Regions from separate parts of the Mus musculus genome. Here region 1 is linked to region 2. Evidence: chromatin contacts called from public Micro-C data. All regions are on one chromosome and are shown on one strand. The core of a region is the stretch at or near the end of the contact, and the rest is flanking DNA. Distances in the headings are between cores, read along the strand shown. Region 1 holds the start of Fat3 (FAT atypical cadherin 3). Region 2 overlaps Fat3 (FAT atypical cadherin 3).

The links. Hi-C and Micro-C count contacts between places; a contact is called where the count stands out from the background.
Region 1: a Micro-C map of embryonic stem cells shows a contact between it and region 2, with 3 times the contacts expected there. The contact joins the promoter of Fat3 here to the enhancer-like site in region 2. A contact is called at or near these places in 5 of 484 Hi-C or Micro-C datasets (cerebellar granule neurons and embryonic stem cells) and 11 of 115 datasets of contacts at active chromatin or transcription factors (differentiating embryonic stem cells, embryonic basal ganglia, embryonic forebrain and 8 more).

The regions. Positions count from the first base shown.
Region 1 is chr9:16,500,087-16,507,634 of GRCm38.p6, reverse strand. It overlaps Fat3 (FAT atypical cadherin 3), which reads left to right and starts at 5,581. Exons shown (of 26, transcript NM_001080814.2): 1 at 5,581-5,762.
Region 2 is chr9:16,347,658-16,354,675 of GRCm38.p6, reverse strand. The region is part of intron 2 of Fat3 (FAT atypical cadherin 3); the gene reads left to right. Among named protein-coding and RNA genes, the nearest start is that of Fat3, 150 kb to the left of the region's middle. Within about 2 kb of position 1,250, at least 27 of the 459 cell types and tissues checked have an H3K27ac peak or open chromatin away from gene starts, as enhancers often do. A contact at or near this core is called in embryonic basal ganglia, embryonic forebrain, embryonic stem cells and 2 more, where this site is marked.

The DNA.
Region 1 (7,548 bases), core at 4,332-6,831, 150 kb before region 2:
CTGGTAAGGGAGAGCATTTCTCCTTGCAGTATTATGTCAAAGTATGGAATAAGGACACCCCTAATTATCTCTTATTATCATCAGTCATGGGTAATGTTGAATTTAACTCATGAGTAAAATAGGGAAGGAATGAAGTGCTCAATCCACTAGAGTAGTTATGGTAATTCAACCATCCAAATCACTCAAGCCACAGCCCCTGTCAATGGTACATTACTCTATAACATCTTTTGGTAAATTATGATTTCTAAATCAACCCAAGATCCATGAGAGTAGGTAACTCATTATACCCCAGTGCTTAGCAGAGCAAGTACATAGCTGCTTAAAAATAATGTTTGAATGAGCAGATGAATCATTGAACTGAAAAAAATCAAAGGAAAGGAGGAATGCCTAAAAAAATGTAAGATTGTATGAGATTAAATGGCTGCTACTGCATGTATTGCTCTACTGGACAAAGTAAAGGGAGAGTTGTAGCCCAAGATGGATATATAAAAAAAATCAAGAATAATGTCAGATGGTAAGAAATTCGTTAGAGAAGATTCAAGTTAGGTATAGCCAACTATGGCTTGGGTGCTTTTTGAAAATAAGGACTGGGCTGCATCAACTTTAGCATAAGTGAGTGCTGAATGCTCAGCTCTATAAGGCAGCATGGGCATCAGCCTCTTCCCAATGATGGAGGGAATGTCACAGTAAAGCAGGGCAGATAGATTAGAAGAGCTAGAGAATGAGGAGGATCACTGTGAAGCACTGTCTGCTACATACGATGTGGCCAATGTCATTATGAACACGTAGCAGCTGTGACTACCTGAAAGTGACCTGTATATGCACACATGTGCACATACACCACACACACACATGGAAGTAGGAGAGGATTAATTGGAAACAAAAAAAGAGGATCCTGGAGTATTCAGAAGGAGATAAGAGAGGATGGTGTAGTGAATAGTGTCACAATGAGTTGCATACATGTGTGAAACAACCAAAAAAATGTAAAGGTTAGTTAAATGGCATGTTCAATAAAAGGGTGTGATGTGCCCATATATTTGCTGGTATAAGAGATATCTATAACATGTAGTACAAGGATTGGTGGAGAATCTAGAAAAAAGACAGTGCTTTAGAATTACAACCTCCTGCATTCCCATAAAGCTGCAGTGGCCTACATCCTTCAACCACTAAATGTTCTACCATCTCCCAAGTCCACACCAGAAGCAAGGGACTCAGCCTGTGGGGGATTCTTCACATTCAATCTGCAATACACAATGTAACATGATTTTATTTGGTCCCAAAAGTAATGTTAAAGTCATCTGTGCTTGATTTAGTACTTCAAGGGAAGGACATTCTTCCACCTTCCTGAATAGCCATCTAGTTATCAAAATATCTTTTAAATAAAACCATAATTCAGTGTTTTCTGACTTAACAGTACAAGAGGCATCACCTCAGATGACATACTGAACAAATCTTCATGAACATAGAGACAAACTCAATGAGATGAACAGATCGGGGTAGAACATGAGAGAGAGAGAGAGAGAGAGAGAAAGAGAGAGAGAGAGAGAGAGAGAGAGAGAGAGAGAGAGAGAGAGAGAGAGAACTTATCACTGAGAAGTCTGTAAATACATAGAAAGTTGGGGATATATGTATTCCTAAGTACTATATACATATGTTATATATGTGAATTATGAATATATATGTTCATGCATTATATTCAAATGACACTTTGAATCATAATCTGTCAGTTGCATAGAGTAAGAAGATGATTGTGAATGGCCATCTATATATTAGCTTGGAATTGCCAGAGCAGAGTGTGACAAGACTTACTGAAGAGGCTTGAGACATGGAGAGGATTAGAAAGATGGCTCAGTGCTTCAGATCTCTTGCTCACAGATAATCTACCTCAGTTCTGAGCTTTCCTGTCAGGGCAGGAAACTTACAACTGCCTCCATCTCCAAGGGATCTGATGTCCTGGGGCACATATACAAATATGTACACGTACATATAAATAAAAATAAATCTGAAGTAGAAATTTCTGCTTTCTTAGCAACTCAGTTATATTATATGATGTTTTTCTAGAAATTGTTTTGTAAAAAATCATGTAATATTTTACTGAAAACAGGCATTTGAGAGGACATGTGATGTTTAGAAAGAATACATAGAATTCCACGTACGGCCACAGGATCCACTTGCATTGCTGTGCTGTGTAATGTTTTCCTGGACTTCATTGGTCTTTGCTAGTCTTAGTTGGTGTTTGTTGGTCTTCACTTTGTAGATAGAAAGGAACCAAAGAACTTCTCATGGTATTGTGACGGGTTCTGGCTGCTTCTTCTGACTTGTGCTTTTATTTATTTACTCTATCTACCTATTTATCTATCTATCTATCATCTATCTATCTATCTATCTATCTATCTATCTATCTGCCTATCTATTTACTTATTTGCTGACTATGCCACCACTACTGATTTGGGTTTACTGTTTGGTGTTTGCTATTGAACTGGATTGCTGGTATCCTGACAACAAAGGCTGGAATTGCACCAAGAAACTACTTCTAAACAGGTTCACAAAAGCCTTTCATATTAACCTTTTCCGCCTCCCTCTGATCAGTGGGTTAGAAAAGAAGATGATGTGTTCAAGAACCCTAAATAAAGTAGGTTTTGAAGAAGAAAAAAAAATACCTAAGCCTACTTAATTTTAAAGCCTTTTCATTGGAATATTTTTGGAGTGTAAGTGTGATCCCAGGAGCACATGGAGGTCAGAGAGCCAGGAACAACTGAAAGGCAAGTTTGTACAGCCAAGCTGATGACTGCTTCTTGCAGCAAGACCAACCCAGAAGCCATGTGGAACATTATCTGCCTCCCCCGTCTGTGGCAGAGTCATGCATATCGCTAAACACTCCCAAGTCTTGTTCACTGAAGATTTCTCAGTGTCTAAACTCCTACATATCTAGGTTTCCACGTATATGGACACCTCAATAGACCCTTGGTGAGGAGTGAGCTACAAGAGTGGATCAGGGCTCAGTACTATTAGTATAGCTTGCAAGAATCCAGTTGAGCAAGTTGTTCAGTAGTCTAAAGGAAGAGATAAGGCCCAGAGGAGGTGGAGTGGGACCTCAGAAGTATGATAAAGCAGGTGACATGAGTATATATTTCTGGCTTTTCAGTTAGTGCTCTCTTCTATGTTGTTAGCAAGTCTTATAGAGACTTTTCATGCTTTCTTCCCTTGTCTAATTTTTGACTATTTAATATATTTATCCACTACACTGGGATTTGTACAGGGTACCGTGGGTGAAAATTTAAGAATTATAAATCTTTTTGGTTCATTCATTAAGTTCATAGCTTTGTCAACAATGTGACCACAATATCACAGGTTCGTAGTAGATTATGTTATAAAGAAATAGATGTTTTTCTGATATCAACAAGTATTATACCAAAGGGTGTCCCACTGAATAAACCATTCGGCAATATTGCAGAGTCATTTTCCCCTAGGTTGCCATGGCCCGTTTCTGCCCTGGGAGTAGAGACTGTTTACTTTACTACCTACACTCTGCCTGAAGGCAGGAGGTAGAGAGTTAGACAGATTTCTGCACTTAGGCGTGAAGTGCCTCTGAGGCCTAAGAAAGTCTTTGGAGGGGTTGGACTCCCACCACATCCTTGCATCTTCAGTTACCTGGCCAGCTTCCCAGGAAGGAGGTGGAAGATGGCCTGTCCTGCTGCCAACACCAACTCCCTGTGCATCCCAGGAGCCATCCAGCCAGCAGCTGACTCTCCCAGTCTTCCCACAGAAGCACTAGAATGTAAAATGCTTGAATCACTAAAATCTTTGATGCAATACTAACAACCTTGGGTCAGTCACAAGGAATACACCATACCAGGAGCATATTTATATGGCAATAAATTTTTAATGCCCTAAGAAAGTGTTTGAATAAAAATAAAATCAGAATAGAATTATGCAAAGGACATAATTGGAGAGCAGGTAACTTTTCTTCTGGCCTTTCTGACTGTGAAGCCCTGGACAGCATCATGCTTCTGTCCTGGAATTAGTTGATGTATGGCTAGCTGTCAGTATTCCTTAGTATTTCCATTAAATGCTCAAGGCAAGCAAGCGGAGCATGCAGAGTGCTTTATGGGGCAGTCAAGGCAGTGCAGAGGCTGCAGAAGGCTTTCAAGGGGGAACCGCCCACCTACTGAAAGTGGAGGGCTTTTCAGATCCTTAAGGCCCCAGGCTTGGGAGAGGAAGACCAAAAAGGCAAATTCTAGTAACTCTTCAAAGGGTGTGACTGAGCACAGAGACTTTAAGGAGAGACAGACTCTGCTCCTGGAAGGGAAATTCAGGAATCAAGAAAAGGAGCAAATTTATCTCTACAGCATGTCTGCGGAAGCATCTCTCTTGGAGTTACTGCTCGGTCCCAGAGTTCCAGAGAAGCTGCCTGGGAGTGGGCACCCTAGGAACCCCCTGGGGTGAAAGCCTGCTTTAGACAGACGTGATTTGCTGTGCAGCAGTGGGGGTTGGGTGGAGGCTGGCGCTGGCCCAGGTTTACCGGGGCTGGCCGTTAGTTAGGAATGTTTCAGAGCTCACAGGCAAGGAACATAGGCTGAAGTGTAGCTCTACTGAAGCAGTGTGGGTGGGGTGGGGTGGGGTGGGGTGCCATGAATCCTCAGACTTGTGAGGATGATCCAGAAGTAAAAGGACCTAGAGGGCACACCGGTTGGTATTGCTAATCACCTGGCTCCCCTGAGACTGTTCACTCATTCCTGTTCTGAATGTCTTCACATCCCACCGTGTTTCAGACTGGGTGGGGGTGATGAGTCATGTTACTTTTTAGTCTGATTCTCTCCCACACAAAGGTGATCCCAGTGATCTGAAAATGCGTGGGAAAGAAATGCGAGTCCCGGGTGGGCAGCAGGAGGTACAGCGTTTGATAGCCGTGCCCACTGTGCTTCAAAGTAGCCTGAGGAGCTTGGGTAAAACCATGTTGGTCTCATTGTGCCTCGGTTTCCTCATCTGGTCCAGAGAAGTCTAGTGTATTCTAGGCAGCAGGCTGAAGAGCAGAGCAGAGCAGAGCAGAGCAGAGCAGAGCAGAGCAGAGCAGAGCAGAGCAGAGCAGAGCAGAGACGATTGAGTGTGGTGTGTGCGCGCTCTCTGAAAACGTCAGTCTGACTTTGGTGCGTTCTTCCAGCCACGCTAGAAGTGGAGGATGCCTAGGCTCTAAAATTAGTCCAGCTTCCAGGCGAGGCGCCCTTAGCGTCCTCCTGCTGACCGCCGGGTCTCCCTGCCCCCCTTTCCCTCCCCTTCTCTTCGTGTGGCGCTCGGAGATCTCTGGTCATCCCCCACCCCCATCCCCCGGAGGACGCGGCTCTGCGGGAGGGAGGAGAATACAGCGAAGCTAGGGGTTTGGCAGTGCGGCGGCGGCCGCCGCGAAGAAGAACCCGGTACCTCTCCACCGCCAGCAGTAGCGGTGCAAGCTGACTAGAGCAGACGCGAGAACCGCTCCCCCCGGCAGGCTGCGCTGTGATCTGGGCTGCGCGTTGGGACCTCGCTCCCGGGTTCCCCACCCCTCCCGCCGCCATCCTCCTCCGACTCCCCTCCTCCGCCGCCAACCCGCAGCAGTGGCGGCGTCCTGAGCGCCTAGCGCCTCCGCTCGCCGCCCTAGCCTCAGCCGGGAGCACGCGGCGAGCACTGCGGCGGAGGCGGCGGGGTGGCCAGCTCGCCCCTAGACTTGAAAGGAAGACCACGGAGGACTCGTCGGGTGCAGGGGCGCATCGCTGACCAAGGCAAGGGTGCGTGAGGATTTTTAGCATGCTTATTTGGGTGCATGGTGCACTGGCTGGGGTGCACCTTTCTCAGAACAGCCTCAGCAACCTGGTTACAGAGAGGCTGTGATGGGTGCTCCGGAAAGCTAAAGCTCTCAGAGAGAGTGGGGGGAAACTTTTCACCTTGTAAAGTTCCTGCCTGGGCGCTGCCTGGAGCTGTGGTCATTACCGCTACCAGCTGGAACCCAGGGAGACAGCCCTGCGGCAGGAGCCAGGAAATGGCACCGGAGTTGGTTAAGTTTAGGGCTAGCAATAAGAGGAGGGCGATCTTTCGGGTCTGTACATGCAGCTCTGGGTCCTCACTGAGCTTTGGCCGTTGGCTGCAGGTGGATGATATCAGGCGGCGATTCCGCTGGGTAGCTGGCGCTTGCAGCACTCAGTAGGAAGAGGGGCAGATGCCGATGGATGCACTTGCAGGACCCAGAGGCGCAAGTTGGGTGCATGCTAGAGGAGGCTATGAGCGGAGCAAAGAGCCCAGCCTCCACTTCCACGGTGCAGGAAGGGTAGCCTAGAATGTTCGCCTGCCCCTGCATACTATGTCTGAGTCTTGGGTTGTGAAAGGTTCTAAATGACAGCCGACTTTGAACTGGTGCGACAGTTTAGCCGAGAAGCCAGGAAAGGATTTCTGTTGTTTTGACGGGAGATGGACCCGACTGCTTTGGGAGAACGCATGATTTTTGGCGGGCGTCAGAACTGACCGTGCTATTTGAAAAGAGAATAGCGGTAGTCTGATCATCCCAGGGATGCCGAACAGCCCTTGCGGCTCCTCGTGGGCACGTTGAGGGCGCACTGTTCGCCGCCCCGAGTTCTTTCCGGAAGGTGTGGAAAAGAAACCATTGGCTCACCGGAGTGCAGTTGGGGATCTTAGGGAGCTGGCTGGGGGTGACAGAGGTGGACTGGACAGATTTCGCGTGGCGCTTGGTGAGCGAGAGGACTTGACCAGCTGGGGTCGCTGAGCTAAAATGCATCGGGCCGGGCTGGAGAAAGGTGGCGAGCCCGGGTCTTTTTGGCAGTATAATGCGGTCACTGTTTCTCCCCCAGCAGACTCTTGTCTCGTGTGTTTTCGGAAGTGTTTAAACATTGTCCAAGATTAGACTTTGCGGAAAGCAACTTTTGTTGCTGTCCTCTGCCCGGCTCTTGGGAGCTGTGGTGCGCTCGGAGAGAGGGTGAGATGCAGAGGGCCGGGTGTTGCCGGACGCTCTAAAGGCACAGCTCTTGGCTCTTGCTACCAGAGGAAAGGGGGCGCTCCTAGATGTGCATGCTGGTGATAGCACCCACCTTGAGGTACAATAACGAGCAAGCTCGGCAATGAGAGTACCCATAAATGAACGTGAAGGTAGACTACACAGGCAGTGAAGATGCGGAGGTGGCTGGGAGTCTCCCAGAAGCAAGAAGCTATGGAATGTGGAACCGAGGGCAGCCAATGGCTCTAGTCTCCCTGAAGGAGACCCACTTCGCCGCCGCTTGCTCTCGGGTCCTGGATCTTGGTGGGGGTATTCCAGAATCCTAGGCACAGAGGCTGGAGTGAGGGACACTGGGCTAGGCTGAGGGTGGGAGAATCCTTTCTCTGCCTTCGCCTCTTCCCCGCCCCCAGACTTTGGCGCGTTTACTTCCAAGTTGGATCCCACTTCCATTTACAAGTGTCAGACAAACCGCGCCAAGCACCCGCTCAGCCAGATGGGGGAGGGCGCGGGGCGGGAGCTGTGAGCCCACCGGGGTCGGCTCCGGAACGGCTCTCCGGAGTGCTTTCCTA
Region 2 (7,018 bases), core at 1-2,500:
GCACATTCATGCACACCACACCCATAGATGCACAGAAAAGCACTTTTAAAAAAAAAAAATCAAACCAAACATTTTTCTCTTCCGTTAAGTTCAAGTCTTAAAATAGCTGGTTTGCTGGCCTTTCTCACATGCTTAAGCAGAAGACATCTAAGGTCAAACCTAGCTGTGCTTCAGGGTCTTCCGTGGTGTTAATAATTCCCAGTGTTAAAGCAGCCTACACACATGCAGGAATGCCAGCCACACTCAGAGAAACACGGCACTGACCTTTGAGCTTGATGTACATATTTGTTGTTTGTCCCAGTTTTGTACCATGTGAGTCTTTGGTCATTCCTGAGATAGAAGATTGAATTCAGAGCCCAAGGAAAGCTGCTACAGTGGGCATTCTTCTTTTAACTACTGATGTCAGTCTTCTAGGAAGCCCTTCTCATTCGGTGCCACTTGAGTGTGTGTGTGTGTGTGTGTCTGTCTGTCTGTCTGTCTGTCTGTCTGCCTGTCTACCTGTCTGTCTGCCTGTCTACCTGTCTGTATTTGTGTTGTGGTGCATACATGGATAATAGAATGTGTCCTATGATAATCAATTCTCTGTCTACCATGTGAATACTGGGAATCAAATCTAGTTCCTCAGAATTGAGGGCAAGCCCCACAAATGTGTTTTTTAAAAAGATAAATAAGGAAAATAGGTAGAAGAAGAAGGGGGGGGGGGGTGAAAAGAAAGGGAGGGAGAGGGATAGAGAGAAGAAAAAATGAAAAAGTAAAAGGGTGGTATGGTATCTCATTTAGCACGATATTCCTGCTCTTGACTGTCTGATGGTAAAATTAGAACCAGCAAATTATTTAGTTATTTTATATGGAATCCTCAAATTGTTAGGCAGCTTTCAAGCAGTCAGTAAATCTTAACAAAGAAATCCATGTGCATTTTACAGAACCCAGACCCCCACTGCCACAGGAACTTGGGATGGCCCAGAATGTCATTACTCTCTCAGCCTCTTTTGTGTGGTGGGAAGGGGCAGTGGTTTGGGGAGAGGTTCAGAGAGGGGCATTTGGGTAAAACAATTCAAAGGCTTCAAAGGGGTCATGCCTCACTTTCTCATCGCACTGGCCACCCTGAGGGTTCACTCTGCTCCTCCATCATTGCCTATTGGTTCTGATGATTTTGTCTATTCTCTTCGTGCATCAAGTAGGAAACCAGGATGAGTTGCTACCCTGAGGAGAATGGGCAATTGGGAAGCACATTTGAATGACAAAACAGAATTTCTCTGACAGGGAGTTGGGGGTGGGGAAAGTAGCAGCAGTGGGTGTGGCTTCCAATTCTGACCAGGAAACTACAGAAAAGAATTTTCACTCTTACCTCATTTAAGCTAATTCCTCCCGAGTCCTAAATCCCATGGCCTGGTGAACTCATTGTTAAAGCCTGAAACAAACTGAGTCAGGGAAATCACACACAGCTATCATCCTGCAAGAGCTGCTTCAAAGCTCTGCTGATATACAGATCGAAAGAGTCTGGAAAGCAAATTAATTATATTCAAAAGGAATTTAAAAGAGGCTAATCAGCATAGAAGAGACAGAGATGGGGAGCTGTTTACAGATGTGCCTGGATGCAAGAAAATCAATGTTGGCTTGATGTGGGAGAAGTGGGGCTCCTCTTCCCCCGCTAATTAGAACAGGCTTATCTGTACATTTACTTATTCATAAAGCTTGCTTCTACAGAACTGATGTTTCTCTAATAGGACAGGAAGGCTGCTCATCTGTGGATGTGGGTCAACCCTGTGACGGAGTGACCCAGATTCCTGCAGACACCATAAGAGTAGGAGGGGGAGGGACGGAGGAAGGGAGGGAGGGAGGGAGGGAGGGAGAGAGAGAGAGAGAGAGAGAGAGAGAGAGAGAGAGAGAGAGAGAGAGAGAGAGAGAGGGAGAGAGAGAGAGAGAGAGACTACAAAGATGTGTGAATTGCAGGTAGCTCTAGCATCAGAGCATGCCCAGCCCCTGTTCCATTTGGGACAGCAGCTGCACATGAACCTGAGTGTCTCCACCTAGAAATCTTAAGATCCCTCCACCCTATGAACCTGGATGGACTACCAGCTCTTTCTGTGTATTCTCAGTTACCTCCTAAAGTCAGATCTATCTTACCTTTCAATTAAAGTGAGTGTTTATCATGTGAGTCTCTGCTTGCCCTAGCCCTAGTGGACGAGGAGGTGGGTGACCAGGAGTGCCCTTAGGTGGTCAGTTTGGAACTGGATTCTGCCTGCCCTTTAGACAGTCATCTTAGCATTTTGTTATCTCTCAGCACATTAGCACATTTTCTCTATCATGTGACTGTTTTCAAGTGCTAGTCAGCCAGTGTTTTCTCTATCATAACAATGTAACAAAGATTGCATATTCATTGCAGAAAAAAAAAAACCAAAAAGATTAAGAAGCAAAATAGAATGAATAATAAAATTAACAGCTCAGAGAAGCAAATGTTTGTCTTTCCACCAGTCAGAAGAAACTATTCTTAGTGTTTGAGGCAATGAACAAGAGACAGCTTCTACCTGATTTATTACACAGCTCTTCTGCTGCTGGCCTGCAGCACTGGAACAGGCTCAATGTGGCCCGCATCTGTTTCCTCCTCTGCAAAATGGAGATGGTCACCTGTGGAAAATACCTTGGTACATATAAAAGACCTTGGATAGGATGAGTGTCCCACTGATTTTGTTGGAGAAGACATTAAATGAGCTCTTGGATGGAATGTTTCCCATGTGGCATTATGCCATCTGGGGGTCTGCTCCCAGTTCAATGCTGACAGCGTTCCTCAGAATCTGATGGAAACAGCTTGGGCCAGAGCTTGGGCAGTGTGTTCTGGGTAAACATTAGTTAACATGTTGTCTCTCTTCTTCTTAGTGGTCCATGTTCTTAGAGAAATTATGCAGCCAATAGCGAGTTATGGAGCTCCGTCCTTATTTTAAACAAGGTACAAGGACATGGGTCTTCATCTGAACCGCTTGTTCGCATTTTGAGATTTTGCCAACCCTTATAAGCACTTAAAAACTTACAAAAAGGGGAAAGCAAATTAGCACTGACTATAGCTTTTGATGTTTTTGCTCCAAGCTGATAAAGTAATGAAATTCTAAACTTTTATTTCAGCATGGTTTTGAGAAAATACTACAATTTTTTATCTGCTATTTTCCTGAGTGTGGGAAATGAAATTCTTTCAGAAATTTGTCTTCATCTTGTGACTGCCTCTATTTGGTCCTGTCCACTCCTCCCCCATCCCCTTCTCCCATTTACTTGGTTGGAATCATTTTTATCATATTCTCTATAGAAATGCCTCTTAATGTTGCTCATTTGTTTTAGTATGCACAGTGCCTCAGGTAAAGTTATCTCTGGAGGAGAAATGGCAGAGGACAGTGTACAGGAGGATGAAGACATAGCTATAATTTGTTTCTTAGTTTTCCAGTTATATATTTCTTCAAGATAAGGGATTCGTTATATGTTTTGATGACATTTACTTATGACTGTTTACAGTATGGCACATATAAGGGAGTTTCCTGGAAGAAGAATAAAGGGTTGTTCATCTACAGACCAACTGACAAACCTTGTAATTCCTGAGAAAGACAGTCTTTCAAACAAATAAATTCAAGGCAGTGAGGAAAATAACATTAAAAAGGACACAGGGATCAAAGCATGGCTGCCGGGGGAGAGAACAGTCAGGGCGGTCTTTGCACCTCCACAGTCTGGGCGGTCTTTGCACCTCCACAGTCTGGGCGGTCTTTGCACCTCCACAGTCTGAGCGGTCTTTGCACCTCCATACCAGGTTTCTCCTTGTGAAGGTCATGACCCTTTCCCTGGATTAACATTCAGTGACTTCCCTGAGGTCTCTGCTTCCCTCTGTCACTTTCTTTGATGTGAATCTCATTTACACTTTCTACCAGGACATCTTTGGGAAAAGATCTCTGTTTGCCCAGCTCTCCCCCATGCCTTACACAGCAAGCACCATTGTATGTGAGCACTGATATGTTCAACAGCACTATAATGCTGCTGTTTTTGTAGCCTCTGAATTACAACTCAAGAAACTAAAACTAGGAGTTTCCATGTCACTAAAACATCTTCATGCATTTTTGGGATGCTTTAACAAAGTGTACTAGATTGCTAGCTTAAACATCTGAAAGTTATTTCTCATAGGTATCTGGGAAGGCTGATCAGGATCCAACACAGAAAAGTCCTGGTGTGGGTGCATTTCCTGACATATGGACTTCTCTTCTTTCCATGTCTTTCTTCATGAGGGAAACTGAAGGCAGAACTCTTTTAGTCCGGTGCTAGGGATGGCATATGATGAGAGTTGTTCCTCATTGGGATGAAGTTAGGGGACAGGACTAACCTGGATCAGGAGGAATCTACAGGAATGGGCCTATACCCTTCCAGAGGGAAGAAAGGAATTCCCAATTTCATATCATTGGGTTATTTGCTGCAGAGCTGGGCTCATGTTGCTTGTGGTGCCTTATTCTCTTACCATGAGTCCCTTACCAGACTTATCAGTCTGATGAATGCCTGATCAGAGCAGAAGCTAAGAATCATAGACTCTTGCCCTTGACTTTTATAATATGCTTCTATCTCCTATAATTATGCACAATCAGACATTGTATTGTAGCTACAGGATCTGGACTAAGACAGGCCTCAACCTCATTCATGAGTGGTCCATCTACATTGTTTATTTACATACTAAAAAAAATCTCACCCCTTAATACCATCATGCTAGGAATGCAAGTTTCTGTATATGAATTTTAGGTAGTCTCAGTTCAGCACAGAAAGTCATACAGTTCACTGAGAGCAAAAGCCAACTCCACATTTTCTGACTAAATGTTCATTGAGCCCATTTCTTCATTAGCTATGACTCCCATATTGGGAGACAGGCATTGTGTGATTGTGCTTTGTAAAATATGGACTCCTACTCTGGACTTGGAATTTTTAATACTTGAATTTAGGAAGGAAATTTGGGAGAACACTGAGCACTGCTGAAATTGTGAGGAAGAAATTTAAGGAAAGTAAAAAATCTAGCAGAATTGTTGTATTGTTCATTTATGTAGTGAATACATGAGGGGTTATCACAAAAAGACAATCTAGAAAGTCAAGTGCAGTTCTGAGGTCTATTGGTCAGGATGAGAGGAAAATGGAGTTCTTGAGGACTGTTCACTTCAGACATTATTATGGATCAATAGTGATGGAAGATTAAACTTCTCTGACTACACATCCTCCTATGAGTTGGCAGAGTGCCCTTGATTAGTCCCAGAAACAACAGTAGAAATATAATATTTTAAAAACAAAAAGCAAACTTCTCAGTTCTGGATTGCACAGAGAATGCCCTGGTGTGGCAGTAAGGATCCAGAGATTTCAGTAAGCCCTAGAGTCTCCTGCAGCTACCATCACTTCCTGGACCCGCGATTAGGAACATTCTTGGGCACCTGGGTTTTTCTATAGGTAATGTAATATGATGGCTTCTAATCTCTGCCTTAAATTGGGTTTAACACTCACAGACAGGTCTGTGTAATGTTTACAGCTTCACTGGGCAAGTTATTTGTAGTGATGCTCTACAAATGGGAAAATACTATAAAAACTAGAAGTAGTGTTGGAGAAAGAAGGTTTACATGCACAGGCAATTGAAGAAAAACAGATACAAGTAACAAGAGACTGATTCCTTTAGGAGGCATAAGCCCCAAAGCCAAGTGTGTGGTATCTCCCAGGAGCCATCACTTCCTGAGTACTCTAGATGTGAGGTGTTCTCACTAAAGCACTTCAGAATCATTTGTTCCCCAGGTAGTAGGCAGAAATGAAGACAATTACTTCCTCCTTCTACTTAGGATGAGACAGCCCTGGTGAGCTAATTGCTCATGGATAAGTGTCAGATGTGGTAGCTTAGCTTTTTCCATGTTTTTTTTTTTCCCCCTCTTAAATGGTGTGAGAGCAGAGCAATTCACATTTTAGGAGAGTAAGCTTTAAGCTTCCTTTCTACACTGTGTCATCTTTAGCTAGTGGTCTTCACAGGACCTTCTGAGAGTCAGAGGAATTACAGGAAGAGAATAAAACAAGCAGGAGACAGGAGGCATGCTGGGGCAAAGCGAGGAAAGCAAAGCAGGGGGGAGAGAGAGAGAACCAGTCTTTTACATAGAAAGAAAGAAAGAAAGAAAGAAAGAAAGAAAGAAAGAAAGAAAGAAAGAAAGAACGAAAGAAAGAAAGAAAGAAAGAAAGAAAGAGAAAGAGAGAGAAGGGAGGGAGGGAGGAAGGAAGGAAGGAAGGAAGGAAGGAAGAAGGAAGGAAGGAAGGAAGGAAGGAAGGAAGGAAGGAAGGAAGGAAGGAGAAAAGAAAAGAAAAGAAAAAAGAAAAGAAAAGAAAAGAAAAAAGAAAAGGAAACTTCCAAAATACGCTTTTGAAGTCCACATCAAAATGACAGTTTTAAAAGCAAAGTTTTTGATCTTTAAGAGCTAAGTTTTGTTGGGCAAAGAAAGACTATTGAAAAAAATACAGGAAAAAAGGAAAGTTTCTAAAAGATCTAGGAATACAGTTTATGCTGTGATGGATTAAAAAGAGCCAGAAAGACGACTAAAAGCTCTCCTACATCTCTCAGGTCTCTCTAGTGAGTAATGTAGGTCTGAGCTAAGAATGCATTTTCAGACCACAACATTGAGCAAAGCCAGGTGTGAAGAATGTGCCCATGCATGTCTGAGGGCCCAGCACAACACTGTCATCGCAGTCTTTTTGGTGAGCATCCTAAATTACTTGTATCAAAGAGGTACTGTGTTACCTGTCATGGTTTACTGGACTTTGATGGTTGCCTGTGTTTTATCTCTGAATCACTTAACAGAATTCCATATATTTTTTCTGTGCCTAGTCTATGGCGTGGCTTGTTAAGAAATTCCATTTCTTATGCCCACAATAATCAGAACAACACAAAGGAAACCAGTTCTCATGTGGATGCAATCTCTGTACATTGAGAGAAAAGAGGAATATTTTAATGTGACTTCCTGATTGGTACAATGGCTCATAGTGT